Regions from separate parts of the Mus musculus genome. Here region 1 is linked to region 2. A link is a contact called in public ChIA-PET data. All regions are on one chromosome and are shown on one strand. The core of a region is the stretch at or near the end of the contact, and the rest is flanking DNA. Distances in the headings are between cores, read along the strand shown.

Region 1 (7,356 bases), core at 4,812-7,311, 53 kb after region 2:
AGTTCAATGTGATGTGCTAAGATCCCTCTCTAACTTTGTCCTTCGTTAAACTAAATGTTCTTAGGGGAAAAAATCCAAGGGTAATTTTTTTTTTTTTGGTTTTTTGAGATAGGGTTCTCTGTATAGCTCTGGCTGTCCTGGAACTCACTTTGTAGACCAGGCTGACCTCGAACTCAGAAATCTGCCTGCCTCTGCCTCCCAAGTGCTGGGATTATAGGCGTTCGCCATCATGCCCAGCTCCAAGGGTGATTTTTTAAAAGAAAAAAAATAAAATCTAAAATATAGTATAGAAAAGACCAAAAGAAACCAACAGGATGGTAAGAAACTACTCAAAAATCAAGTAGTATAAAAAGAGAGCTAAGGAAAACAAATAAAACTAATGCTAAATGAATGAATTTTGGAGAGATGTAATTAGTCCTCACAAATCAAACAGGTGGCAAGAATTAATAAAATGTCTGGCTACCATAATGTTAAAAGTCCTTTTCCTTGCCCAGTATTTATAGAATTGTTGGAAGTCTCAAGAGTTCTTCACTGTGCCTCTTAAGTGACTGGTTATTTTGCATAGATTTAAGTCTATAATCTTCTAGGTCCACCAAACAGGTTTCTCTATACAGAAGAGGGTGCCCCTAGCTTCCCCCTTTTTAACAGTTCTGTGTAGCTCTCTGACTAAAAGTGAATATTAAGGCAACGGTGGAGCACTCCTGCTACTCATTTGTTTGGGTTATCAGTGACACAAAAGTTCAAACTAAATCAGATTATAAATTACCTTCCATTATGGATTAGCAAATAGGCTATTTTAAGCAATGAACATATAAATAAAAAAGCAATTTAAATACAATAGCTACCATCATACTCTCTGATGGGGGTGGGAGGGAACAGTTACATCTTGCTCATTTGTTTGCTTGTTTGTTTGTTTTTGAGACAGGACTTCTCTGTGTAGTCCTGGCTGTCCTGGAACTCACTCTCTAGACCAGGCTGGCCTGGAACTCAGAAATCTGCCTGCCTCTGCCTCCCAAGTGCTGGAATTAAAGGCATGTGCCACCACTCCCAGGCAGGGATCGGGCACATCTTGACACAGTGTCCTCTTAATTTTTATCTGGGATGAGCTAAAAGAAACTCTCAAGCTTCTGCCTTGCTCGCCTGCTAAACTGCCTGTCTTACTCGGAGTGTGCCCAAGACTTCTGAATCAAGCTTTCCCCATCTCCCTCTCCCTAGCATGCACCAGCCCTATTTAAAGATGTAGACTTGGATGGAGTAGGTGTGCCCCAGACTGCCCTCCCAGCCAGAGTTCTTCTGAGTTGTAATGATGCCCCAAACCCCGCCCCCAAATTCATGAATGGAGAACTGGTGTGCAATTTACAGCATATGCTGACAACAGCTGTCTTTTATTACACATTATCTAATATGAGAAGTCTAGGTTTAGCAATTTGGCAGGCTTGAAAGCTACACATTGGGCTCTGACTACAGTACAGGAGGCTCCTTATCTACTCACTAGCCAGGAGCCTGGTGTCTGGGGCTGATCTTAGAGAAGTTCCTCTGCTTTCAGTGAGACAACTTAAGAGACAAAGCATTAATATTCCACACACCATGTCTCCTGCTATGCAGTGTGATTCACGGGTCTCTCTTTAGTGCAAAATCAAGACCAAATACAGCAGCTGTCAGTGTGCAAAATAGAAGGAAATCGGAAACACAGCTTGATGGATAACCTGCCACAGAGCAGCTCAGAGACCAACACTGAAGTCATTTTTGTTGCTAGGTTAGACTGTTATGTTCTCGCCCGGGTTCTGTGAACTCACTTCCCGCCACCCCCCCACCACCCCCCACCACACACACACACACACACACACACACACACACACACACAAAATGTAGGTGTGGTAAGGAGAGGGTACAGATTCGGAAGTGGGCCTTTTTTTCTCTTCCTTTTTTTTTTTCTTTTCTTTTTTTTTTTTTAAGTACTTTGTTTCAAGTTATGTCCTTGACTCTTCCCAGTTGCCTGCTTATCTCACTTTTACTCCCAGCTGTTTCATGAATACAGCTCTCCCCTACTTTTGAAAGTCAGACCATTAAGACAGAAAGGATTATCAAACTATCCAAAGACACAACAAAATAACGAAAGTAAAGTCGACGTCACACTTATCTGACCCATACTCCCGTAAATGGGTTGTCCCAGCTTACAGGAAGGTCTGATCACAGCCCCGCACCTCTTTTAAAGAATGGTTGAAGGGCTGGAGAGATGGCTCAGCAGTTAAGAGCACTGACTGCTCTTCCAGAGGTCCTGAGTTCCATTCCTAACAATGACATGGTGGCTCCCAACCACCTGAAATGGGATGTGGTACCCTCTCCTGCTGTCTCTGAAGACAGCAACAGTGTACTCATGAACTCAAATAAATACATCTTAAAGAATGGTTGGGTATTAACCCAGACATAACACCACAGTATTGATGTTGCCTATTGATGAGGTACTAGGACAAAGAAAGTCCTCCCTGTAGGCAGAACCTACCCAGAGCTATACCCATTACAAGCATTTAGCACCATCCCTAACCAAAACTGTATGTGAAACCAGCCATCCAGAAGCTTCCTCATTAGCGCTAATTTCCTCACCAAGAGAAAATTAGACAATGATGATCTGTTTGGGTCTAATTCATACTCAAACGTCATACCTGTGTGCCAGATTCCCTGCTGTCCCTGGAGCACTAGGTAAGAGCCACCTTCAGTACAGTCTCCTGGGAGAGGCAGTCAGGCACAATACCTACCCCTAGGGCATGGCATGGTTATAAAACTTCCCTTTCCTCGCAACACCCTCCCTCAAGAGTTTATATTGCAGGGACTTTGCCCCCCCCCCCACTTTAAAAAAAAAAACCAAGTTTCAAAATTAGAAGCATTCTTGGTGTGTCTGGCACTTCTACAAATGCAGGTACTGAAATAATACACACACACACAGAGAGAGAGAGAGAGAGAGAGAGAGAGATCTATTTTTAAACAACTCTGAGTGCAAACAACCAGTGGATCCTGAAAATTAAGCTGAAGCTACAAGCTAGCCAGTTATAGCTTTGCAGAAGCCAAAGCCACAACAACAAGAAGTATGAACACTGACGTCACCCTCAGAGTAGTGAGAATAACAGCAGACAGAGGAACACCTGTTACCGCAATTGCCTCACTGAGATCCTGGTACAGACCATTCACACAGGGCCAGAGGGGTGGGCTGCTGTTTTTGTTATTGTTGTTTGCTTGTCTGTTTGTTTTTCTAAGAAATAATTAATAGGAGGCAATAATCCCTGTGGGAAATTATAAAATCTTGACATATACCTTTGTGAAGATTCACTGAAAGGGATTATAGGAGTCTATGCCCAAAATGTTTGGTTTCTTTTTGTTTTTGTTTTGTTTTTTTCCCCTTTGGGAAATAGAAAAGTAAGAAAAGGTTTCAAGGATAGGGGAAGTACATCACACAGTGTGTTTAAATGTATGAGAAGAGAAAGGGAAGAAATACAACAGGGCCCGTACATAAGTGGATGGCATAGCAAGTCTGTGTGCTCACACATTTTATATTCATAAATCCCTCTACGGTCCCCTTTAATACCCATCCAGTCCTTCTTACTGTCCTTTTCCACTTTGTACTATCTAAACTCAGGCTTAAAAGCCAGCTGTATCTCCTTGGTTCTTACTGCTGTTGATCACCAAGTCTTTACCGTTTCTCTCCATTGCCTCGTCTACTCCTTCACCAACTACAGTAAAAGTTCCTCCACCTACTTGTCTCATTTCTAGAACGAACTTCCTAAAATCCACAATATCTCAAACCAATTATTCAATGGCTATAGGTGCTGGTCAAATCATAGTTCTGAATCTGTCTATTCAACCATCTGATGATGAAAATACTCCATAGAAATGAAACACATGGCATGTTCTGTACTGAACATGTGTATGTTTCTTTTCGACCCTCAGTCTCTAAATGCTATAATGTGACAGCTACTCACATAGCAAGTGATATTGTCTTAGGTATTAGACATGGTCTTAGTAGTTTATAGGCAAATATGCTGCCATTTTATATCAGGGAGTCCAACATCTCTGGTCTTTGATTTTCAAAGATGGTAGTTTTGGAACCAATGCTCTGTGGATAGCAAGAACCAACTGCACTATTTTCTCAAGGAAACTGGCCACATGCTGTCCCTCCTCTCAACTCTCACAGGCACACACTGGATTTTCCTGACACACCAGAGTCTGTGTCCCCACATTAGGGATTCCCATGCTTAGGAAGCCTAAGACAGTTTATGGAGACATATTACATATACACCTGCTCAAACTGTCCCCTAATGCTAACCCTTCTCCAGCCCTCAGGGCTGACATATAGTTTGATTTACCTGGCAGGGACTGGCAACGTGTAAAGCCTGAGCTGAGAACAAGATCTGGAAAGATTCCCTCCGTGGTGCAGTTATTAACAGTATTTTTCCTGGTAAGTGATATATGCCGAGAACAAATAGTAGGATAGCAAATGATCAGAATTTGGTGTAATGGCTTTGTATTAAATAGAAAGAGAAACAGACTGCTCTCTGTTTAGAATCTGAGTAAACCCGTTGGCGTTTCCTGTGTTGCCCATTTATAAATCGATACAGATGTTCACCAAACTTTGTATTATAAAAACACGTTGGATTGAGAATGACAATCAACTACTAGCAAATGAGCTTCATCACTGTGGAAAATGCCAAGGAATCCACTCACCACATCAGGTCCTGACTCTCCCCTACGCTTCAACTTTGTAATGCTGAAGTTAGATGAGCTCAGAGGAGAACACAATATGCACAATGTAGTAAGCCACAAAGCTGTGTTTTAAGTCAGTTCTAAACATCTTGTGCATGACTGTTTATATAAATTCAAATACACACCTTGGACCTTATAGAAAAGTATATGATCAAAATACATAAAGTGGTATATAGTTCATTCTTATGTATTACAAATGGAAGACCAAAGATTCAGAACAAATTCACTAGACACATACTTTTCCAGTTGAGTTTTCATCTCTAAAGACATTTCATAAAAATTTTCGAACAGCCTTTATTGAGTGCTGAGTGCCCTGTACATTTCCTTACTTAAAGGGCAGAGGGTTCAAGGAAGTTGTTTCTGCTGTTACCTAATCAAGTGAATGGAGTTTAGTTTGATAGCTTCCTTTTCAGAAAGACATAATGTGAGGGGGGCAGCTACCAACTTGCTCTGTATGCCACAGCTACCAAGCAGCCCATTCACCTCCCCGAAATAGTCCTACTTCCCAATAGCCCAAGGTTCTATCATTGCTCCAGGACTGAAGAATTCACTTGGCTGACAGAGGTAGTGTTCAAGGAGAAGTCTTCTCTCGATTGTGAACTGACGGGGCCTGGAGGTAAGCCCAGAGGGAGACAATGAACAGACACACAAACGGAGGAGTGTTGATCGTGTGGGTTGTGTACCTGTAAACGACCTTCATGTTCATTGTTCTCAACAACTTTCATTTTACCTGAGCACATCTTTAAATGAAGATAAATATTTGAGTCTTACTTTAAAAAAAAAAAAAAGTGACTGTTTTTCTATCCTTCAACTGTGATACTATCTCTGGTAGACATGTCACCTCCCCCCTCACATGTACTCTCAGTCATTAACTCCTAAGTTAATTGGGTAGTAGACAGAGGTTCTCCTCAGGGAAAAGAACTCTCCTTTGAATAAGAACCGAAATGACTCCTAAGCGCGGGGAATAAGGCTGGTAGTCAAAGTTAACAGAGACACGCAGGAGCAGGTACCACTTTCAGCAGAGGTCAGGCAAACGTGAACACTCTAGACAGCGCAGCAACCTTACCTGCTTTCGTCCCCGGGGCAAAGTAGCTACAGTGTCTGCCAGCACTTGAATCCTTCGGTTGTCTTCCATCGTGAGCTGGCCCGTGAGGACGGAGTAGGAGCCGTAGGCAGAGTCAGCACAGTACTCCAAATTGCCATTGCTGCCCTGCCGCTGCAGAAACCTTTGCAGAGACATTGTGGGCAAAGATTAATCCCGCCAACACATGGTTCCCTGGCCTTGCAGGAGGGAGGAAGCGAAATGCACAGCCCTCTGACACGCAGTCGAAAAAGTAGCAAAGCCAACAGAACCCATGTGACTGCTGTGGTTTGAGACACTGTTGCACAAAGCCTATAGAGGAGGTCACTCCTACTCTCCAGTGCTCCTGAGAGAACCTTGCGTTCCTTTTCTACAATTAAAAAAAAAAAAAAAGAAAAAGAAAAAAATCAGTGTACTTTTCCTCCCTCAAACAGCCGGAACATAGAGTTTGATACTCTATGGCTACGGGTACTCAAAACAGAATTTTCCAGAGAAAGAAAAGAAAAGAAAACAACTTTGTTCAAGTTCGCTCATTTGCTTCCTACCCGTTTGCTCATTTAATATTAGCACCCCCGTGCACTTAACAGACTGTGCCCTCACTCACTCTTTTGGCTGTAAATGTCACAGGTGCTGGCCAGGTTGTTCTCTGGTAAAGTCCTTGTGGTGTTCCTCCCTCTACCTCATTAAAGTTCATCAAAAATGCATTCTGTCCCTAGAGCTGTAGCCGTTTGACATTCACCTAATTGCCTTTATGCCGCTTTATTCTTACCGCAATTACCCATCAGCTTTATAAGAACATAACGGGGAGGGGAAGGAAAGGCAGCGTATTTAGTGCAGAACATTGTTCGTATCTGGGGCTACTCATACCTACAACTTTAGGGGGGAAGAAAGCAGTGGGAAAGAAGGGGGTAGTCAAGCTGAGATAACACAGGATGGTTCCTGTGGCAGTGTGCCATCACGGTGGGGGGAGGGACTTGAAAACAGTTGCTTTTTTTATTTTTTAAATTTTGTATTTTTCAAGTAGTTGAAGATAACGGGTTTCACCCAGAAGCAGGAAAGTACGTAAAAGGCAGAATCAAAGCAAAAATAAAAAGGAGAAGTTTTAAATAGCACAGAAGTCAAACACGCACGTAAAAGTCGTTTGGAAGGTCACTACTAGAGTTTACAAGAGTTAGAAAAGCTCCGAGCTAGAATGGAATGCGTGCACTAGAACTCGAAGTGGGTTCAACCCAAGCAGAACTGGCCAAGTGTGAGTCATAAAGTCGTCAGAATTAATGAAAAGAGGAAGCCGGATCGGAGAACGGTAACGCTCTAACACAGCATGACTCCTTACTGTTGGAACTGAATAAGAATAGAAAGAAGACGATGTCCCTTAAAACATATAAAATCTAAGTTGGAGATTACAAGCACACATCCTTCTAGGGGGCAGATATGTGTAATTCAAAAGAAAGTGCTGGTAACTTTGGTAGCTTAACAATTTTTTTTTTCCTCTAGGAATTTTACAGTCAGGTAAATGTGTT
Region 2 (6,526 bases), core at 975-3,474:
CTTTTTCTGTTGTTTGTTTGTTTGTTTGTTGTTTTGTTTGCTTATTTTGTTTTGTTTTTGAGACAGGGTTTCTCTGTAGCCTTAGCTGTCCTGGAACTTGCTCTGTGCATCAGACTGGTCTCAAACTCGGGGATTTGCCTGTCTCTACCTCCTGAGTGCCAAGATTAAAGGTGTGCACCACCACAGCCAGCTTTAAGTTCTTTAATACTGATTACATCATATTGCGTTGTTAACCAAAGGAGCTCCATGGAAACCCCACACAACTCAAGCTATTCCCAAATCTATCTCTTTCTCACCACAAACTGATAAACTTCAGCTCCTGTTGCTGAAGACATCACCTACATATACCATTGACAATGGAGAAGTCAAGCTGGTGCCTAGAGCCTTCACCCCTACTGAATAGTGTTCACACTACTGGAAGGTAAATACCAGCCCAGCTATAAACACTTCAATTACAATTGAGACCTGACTATATGACACACAGGTGCAATAGTGGTACAAAAGTTGGGGATATAACCAACCACTACCTGATTGCATTTAAGGCCCACTCAATACAATGCAACCACTGCCAAACACTGCTTGGGTTTCCAAGAACCTGGGACCATATAGGCAATGGAACTAGAGGAAAATCAAATAATATTACTGTGCTTAAGAAATGTATAGTGACTGATATTTAGCTGTACCCATAGATCAGTGTCTTGATCAGCCACCATCAGAGGGTTCCTGTCACACACTGAGATTGTAAATGAAGCCACAAAACCACCATGAGAACTCTACAACAATGATCAGGAGTCAAGTTTCCCCCCTCCCCCCAAGGGAATGTTTAGTGTTGTTGACATTTTCTTCTACTCCCTCAGTAGTGTTAGCTCTTATTGTGGATGGCCTTGGTGCTGTTTGCATTTTGATGTTAATTCTTCTTTCCCAGGAGAAGTTGTCGGGATCAAGGAATGAGTCACTTACTCAGGTGACTTCTTGTGAACCTTCCTCTAATGAATAAAGAAACCAATCACTGGTGAGTAGGCAGGACTTCTGGGTTGGAAAGAGGAAATGAAGAGGCAGGATAGCGATAGGGGCTTTTTGGATGGGCACAGCAAGCAGACAAGATGTAGATACTAGTGATCCCTGATTTAGATAGTGAATCTGCCAGGATTCTCCACTGGAGGATTTAGATTTAATATGGCTTATAAGACTAGGATTCTAGTTGGTGCGCCCAGTAAGTGAGTTACCATTGATTCTGAACTAAATTTGTGTGGTGATTTCCTTCACACGGTGGCTCTACTGGGTTCCAGATTGAAAGGTATAGAATGTGACAAAGCATGGGTTTGCCAGAAGTACACCCCAAAAGGCCATGGGAATTTTGAAGCATGAGGATGGCGTGGTAGTGACCCGTCAGTGGGAATTTAGCAAGTTGGGTAGAAAGATTTCAGAGCTCTGAGTCAGGTCTCTACAAGATGAGAATAGGCAGGCCATGCCTTCCAGTGCCTGGCTGGCCAGCCTGCCTGTGCCTTGCTGGAATAGCATGGATTGGTTTTTTAATATTTTCTGCAACAGCTCTCACCCTTAATCCATGTCGGGGCACATAAAGAAATTAACATTTTTGTGTGTGTGTGCAGCCAGTTACAAACTATAGTTCCTTGAACACTGTGGGACAAGAAGACTGTTTGGCCAGGGGTTTAGGCCAATAGATCCAGGTGATCACACACTGGGTGTTTGGCATCCCAGGGTAGCCCTAAGCCTTTCTCAGGGTGAGCTTTTAAGCACAAAACCCATGTTCTGGGTTGGCATAGTTGAGTTAACAAGAACGGTTAGCCAAAAGTTGAACTAGGGAAACCAAAACACAAGGTTAGAACACTTTGAGACTTGCACAGTACTATTTGGACTTGAATGAATTAGGCCTTTGTTTTAGTTTTGGCAGGCAATGCTGCCTACATGCTGAGTTTTATAGCCTGAACGGTACCTAATACCTGTATGATGAGTAAGCTGTACTAAACTCTGGAGACCTGATAAGGTCTGGGGCTCTGTAACATTGACCTTCCATCTTAAGTCTTCTGGAAAATCTTTTGGAGGGTGTGGTCCTCTGTCACTGAGGCCTATTGGGCAGCATCTCTGGAGCTTGGTGCTCGGAAATCTGTATTTGAGACACTGGGGTTTCCTTAAAGGTGAAGCTTGGACAGCTGAGCTCGTCTCTGGGCCAGCCAGTTTCATGTATGACTCTATACCCACATCCTGTCTTAACCAATGGATCTGTCTAGTTTATAAGCAGATTAAGCGGGCAGCATGCTGTGGGAAGGAAACGACAGTCAGCTCTTCAAATTCAGCTCACTGAGACTAGACTCTCAGCCACAGCCATCGTCCGTGTTCTTCATACTTTTTACTTAAAAGGAACATCAGTATTTTCTTCAATCTCATTTTTCTTTTCATGACACAAATGACAGTTGGTATGGTAAAGCACTCTCTTTATAAAAAGAGACTGTATTTTCTGGTAAACTCTTTTCTTCCTCATTTTCTCTCTCTAAAATAGGGATACAGTTGGGAGGCAACAACCCATTTAAGTAACTTCTGGACAATTTAAGAAAAAATAATTACAAAATGTCATCCTGCACATGAAGAAAGAGCAATCATCTCTTCATTGTCCTCTGTACATCGGTGTCCTGAGAGTTGGTTATCATGTGTTGATTAGTGTCACGTTAGTGTCGCAAAGCAAGGAGAGTTCTTTACACTGCTTACCTGAGAAGTTTACCATAAGCAGTGATCCCATACAACTCCAGGCCTAAGTAGGGCATTTCAGCACTGAATCATATTCTGTCATGCGTAAGTACCAGATTTTAAAAAATCAACTCATCTGTTGATGAACACTAAAGATGCTTTCATGCGGCAGATATTGTACTAATGAATTTGGGGATGCTGGCATATTATTGGTAAACTGATTTATCAGTTGTTCTAGGCAGTGACTCAGCTATCAGACTGAGCTGTAAGATAACTAACTCCTCCGGGGTCAGCCAAATGCTATGGCCGCTAACGCAGAGCCGAGGCGGCGGCCAGGAGTTGGGGTCGGCGTGGTGGTGCTGAGCTGCGAGCATCCTCGCTGCGTCCTTCTGGGGAAAAGGAAAGGATCGTTTGGAGCCGGCAGTTTCCAGCTTCCTGGGGGCCATTTGGAATTCGGTGAGACCTGGGAAGAATGTGCTCAGAGAGAAACCTGGGAAGAAGCTGGGCTTCACCTGAAAAATGTGCGCTTTGCCTCTGTGGTAAATTCTTTTGTTGAGAAGGAGAATTACCATTATGTTACCATATTAATGAAAGGAGAGGTGGATATGACTCATGATTCGGAGCCGAGGAATATGGAGCCTGAAAAGAATGAAAGTTGGGAGTGGGTTCCATGGGAAGAATTCCCTCCCTTAGACCAGCTTTTCTGGGCTCTCCGCTGTCTAAAAGAGCAAGGTTATGACCCATTTAAAGAGGACCTGAACCACCTGGAAGGGTACCGAGGAGAGCACCTTGAAAGGACCACGAAGACTCCTTGATTAAAAACAAAGTCTTCAGGAAATGAAAACTTCTGTTTCAGGACAACTCGATTTTATCCATAGAGCCACGTGGTCACCAGTTTATCTGCAGTCTCCTGATATAACTCAAGAACCTTAAGAAACTCTTCCTGGGGTGTGCCGCTGAATTGTCCTGGTGGCATAGAATAAGGTGTGTAAGGAGCTTGCAGTTCATTATCTGCACTTCTGCATGGCTTCCGCTGTCCGCTGCATGGAGGCGAGCGTAATAGATTGCCTTGTGCTAGTTCAAACAGAGGTCGGAACTCAAATATGGCCATTCAAGTTCAAAAGCAAGGCGCCTACTGCCAAGTTCATCAAGCTTGATGTTTTCCTTTTCCCTTTCAGCCACTTGAAAAGAACTTTTAAATGACAATTCATGTAACTAGAGAGCTTATGAAAAGCAGTAGGCTACATTCCCCTGGTGTCTGAGAGACCCCGTGTAAGTGTGAGAGTAAGCTGTGGCTCCCGCCACTAACGGCCAGGTCCTCTGCATCTCCCTTTCACAGCCTGAGACTGGGGTCCTTGTGTGCTGGGATCACACAGGGCAATGCATCGAATCACCTACTGGGGGGAAGGGGGGTCCCCAGAGGTCAGGAACTCCAGAACATCACAGCCAAAGGTTGGTTGGCTGCTTTCTCCCCCTAGCAAATTGTAAGCTTTTACTGTAAGAGATTGAACAGTGAAATGTCTCCTAGGACTGCATTGTGTGCTGCCTGCTGTCAAAGCAGAGGGTGTTCTGGCTTGAGAGAGGACTTTGGGTTTAAGAGAATCGTGTTCTTGGCCTGAGGACCGCATCGTGCTTAGCTAACGTTAAGAGCTAAAGCTTCTGACCAGCCCATTCATGCCGATCAGCAGCCAGGCTTGGGTTGCATGGACCCTCATCTTTCTCTGGTCAGGCACAGCATAGCTTTCTGCTGATGTAGTTTCTGTTACTGAGCAGTGACTGGCCCTTCTGCTGTGCAGGCCCCTGCTGAGCTCTTCATGTGAGGTGGTTTCTCACCAGTGCCATCTCTGTCCTGCACAGGTGCCATGTGGGTCCTTTACTTGTGGTTCCTGTTCTTTACCCAGTATTCCTGTTTCACATGGGTCAATTTTTGATCAGGGCAAAAACATCAAAGATAGTTGGAGAGTGCTGGCCGCACCTCCGGTGCACAGCCCAGGCAGATGGTTGATGTCAGCTGTGCCTGCACAGCCCAGTTTTTTATAATGGCCAGATATCACTAATTTCTTCATTTAATCTCATATATCTCAGGCTGGCTTCCAGGTCACTTTGTAGCTAAGGATAACCTTGAACTTCCAGTCTTGCCTCAGCTGCCCTGATGCGGATTTAAGCTACATCGCCCACCCCTCTCTAAGCGTGCACAGTAGTTGCCCGTGTGTGGCTGGTTAGTTTCCTGGGTTACTTTGTTTCAGTACTTAGGGTTGAACTTGGGGCTTGGCACATGACAGGCAAGTGCCATAACAGACTAAATGCAGAGGCAGTTAGAGAAGCCAGCTTCCTTCTGTCAGGTCAGACATTGAAGAGATTTGCCAAAATCTAAAATGACTTTCTCACTGAAGAGTTCATAAAAACTATGTTAACATGTACCTGGTTTTTACTATATGGTCAATAAACTTCCCTAACTTTAATTTCTAACATTAAATATTATTTCATAGCTTACAAAACTAAAACCTGACTTTAAGGTTTTATAAAGGCATCCAAACCTAAGGGGACCTGGACATTTAGCTCAGTGCTAGGGCACCTGCTACGCTCCGTTCAGTCCTCATCTCCAAGATAAAAAAAATTACAGAAAGACTAAGAAAAAAATGGCACCCAAAAGGGTTCCGAGTGCATTAGCCCACATCTCCTCTTTCATAAGCTCGTTTCTGTGAACTGTCTGACATCTCTGAACATTTGTAGTTTTCTCTTTTAAAACATTGAATAAATGTGATGTTTGCTAGTTTTCAACTTTTCAAAATTACAATGTGCTGTATATCTATGTCTCATCTCTTATACCTACATATTTGTCAAAATGTTTGCATTCTGATAATGATAATGTATGGTCCTTAAGCTTCTGGGTCTAGGGAGGTGGTTCATTTGTTAAGAGTGCTTGCTGCTTGTCCTTAGAACCCAGCATCAACACCAGCTGGCCTAGTACTCCTAAGACATCACCTGCCTCTGCCACACGGGTACCGGGCATGTGCCACCATGCCTGGAACATGTGGGGTTTAAGTAAGAATCTATTTCAGAATGTTAACGGGTACTCAAGAGTAGATGGCCAGGTTCACTTTGTGGTTTATGCTGTTTCTTAAATGTTCTGTGATAGTTATTATATAACTATCTAAAACTGATACTTATATAAACATCGTGGACACAGATGTTAACTACGAGGTAGCTAAAGAGTTAAAAGTGACTGTTTTTTGAGAAACTACAGTAAGAGGCCAAGGCAGGTGGCTGCAAGTCCCAGACTAACCTAGGTACCTTATACAAGCAGGGAGACCCAGTCCTGTAAAAGATGAGAAAAGTCACAAGGAGACAAGGTGATGGCATGAGATGGCCATCTATTCTAACTTTCCTTATCCTGTGTGTATGTGTCTGTGTAGTATGGGGTTGTAATAAATGTTTTCAGTTTCAACTTAAAAAAAAAAAAAAAAAAAAAAAAAGATAACTAACTCCATTTTCAGTTTGCTGAGGAAGCCCCATGCTATTTCCCACACCACAGGCAGTGAGTGTATGAGGAAGGATGGCTTCCCTTTCTCTATGCCCTGCCAACCGTTGCTATCATTTATCATTCTTAGAATAGTCAGGCGAATGGGTCTAAGGTTATTCCTCGTGGTGCTTTTAATTTGCATTTCTCTCATGATTAGAAAAGTTGAACATATTTTCCATGTTTCTGTGGCGATTTGTGTGTGACTTCTTTTGTGAAAGATCTATTTGATCCCTTTCCTTATTTTAGAAACAGGATTCTTCCTATTATTGAGTAGTTTTCTTTTTCTCTCTCTTCTGG

The links. ChIA-PET counts read pairs in DNA pulled down with a chosen protein or histone mark.
Region 1: an RNA polymerase II ChIA-PET map of memory CD8 T cells shows a contact between it and region 2, with 541 read pairs. The contact joins the promoter of Cytip here to the enhancer-like site in region 2. A contact is called at or near these places in 2 of 39 promoter capture datasets (the HPC-7 cell line and macrophages), 1 of 15 datasets of contacts at CTCF or cohesin (CD8 T cells), 1 of 484 Hi-C or Micro-C datasets (nephron progenitors), 2 of 115 datasets of contacts at active chromatin or transcription factors (CD8 T cells and memory CD8 T cells) and 1 of 9 other capture datasets (adipose tissue).

What each region holds. Positions count from the first base shown.
Region 1 is chr2:58,154,061-58,161,416 of GRCm38.p6, forward strand. Cytip (cytohesin 1 interacting protein) reads right to left here and starts at 6,062. Exons shown (of 8, transcript NM_139200.4): 1 at 5,822-6,062. The coding sequence starts at 5,995.
Region 2 is chr2:58,105,052-58,111,577 of GRCm38.p6, forward strand. It overlaps the pseudogene Gm13534. Among named protein-coding and RNA genes, the nearest start is that of Cytip, 52 kb to the right of the region's middle. Within about 2 kb of position 2,225, at least 26 of the 459 cell types and tissues checked have an H3K27ac peak or open chromatin away from gene starts, as enhancers often do. A contact at or near this core is called in CD8 T cells and memory CD8 T cells, where this site is marked.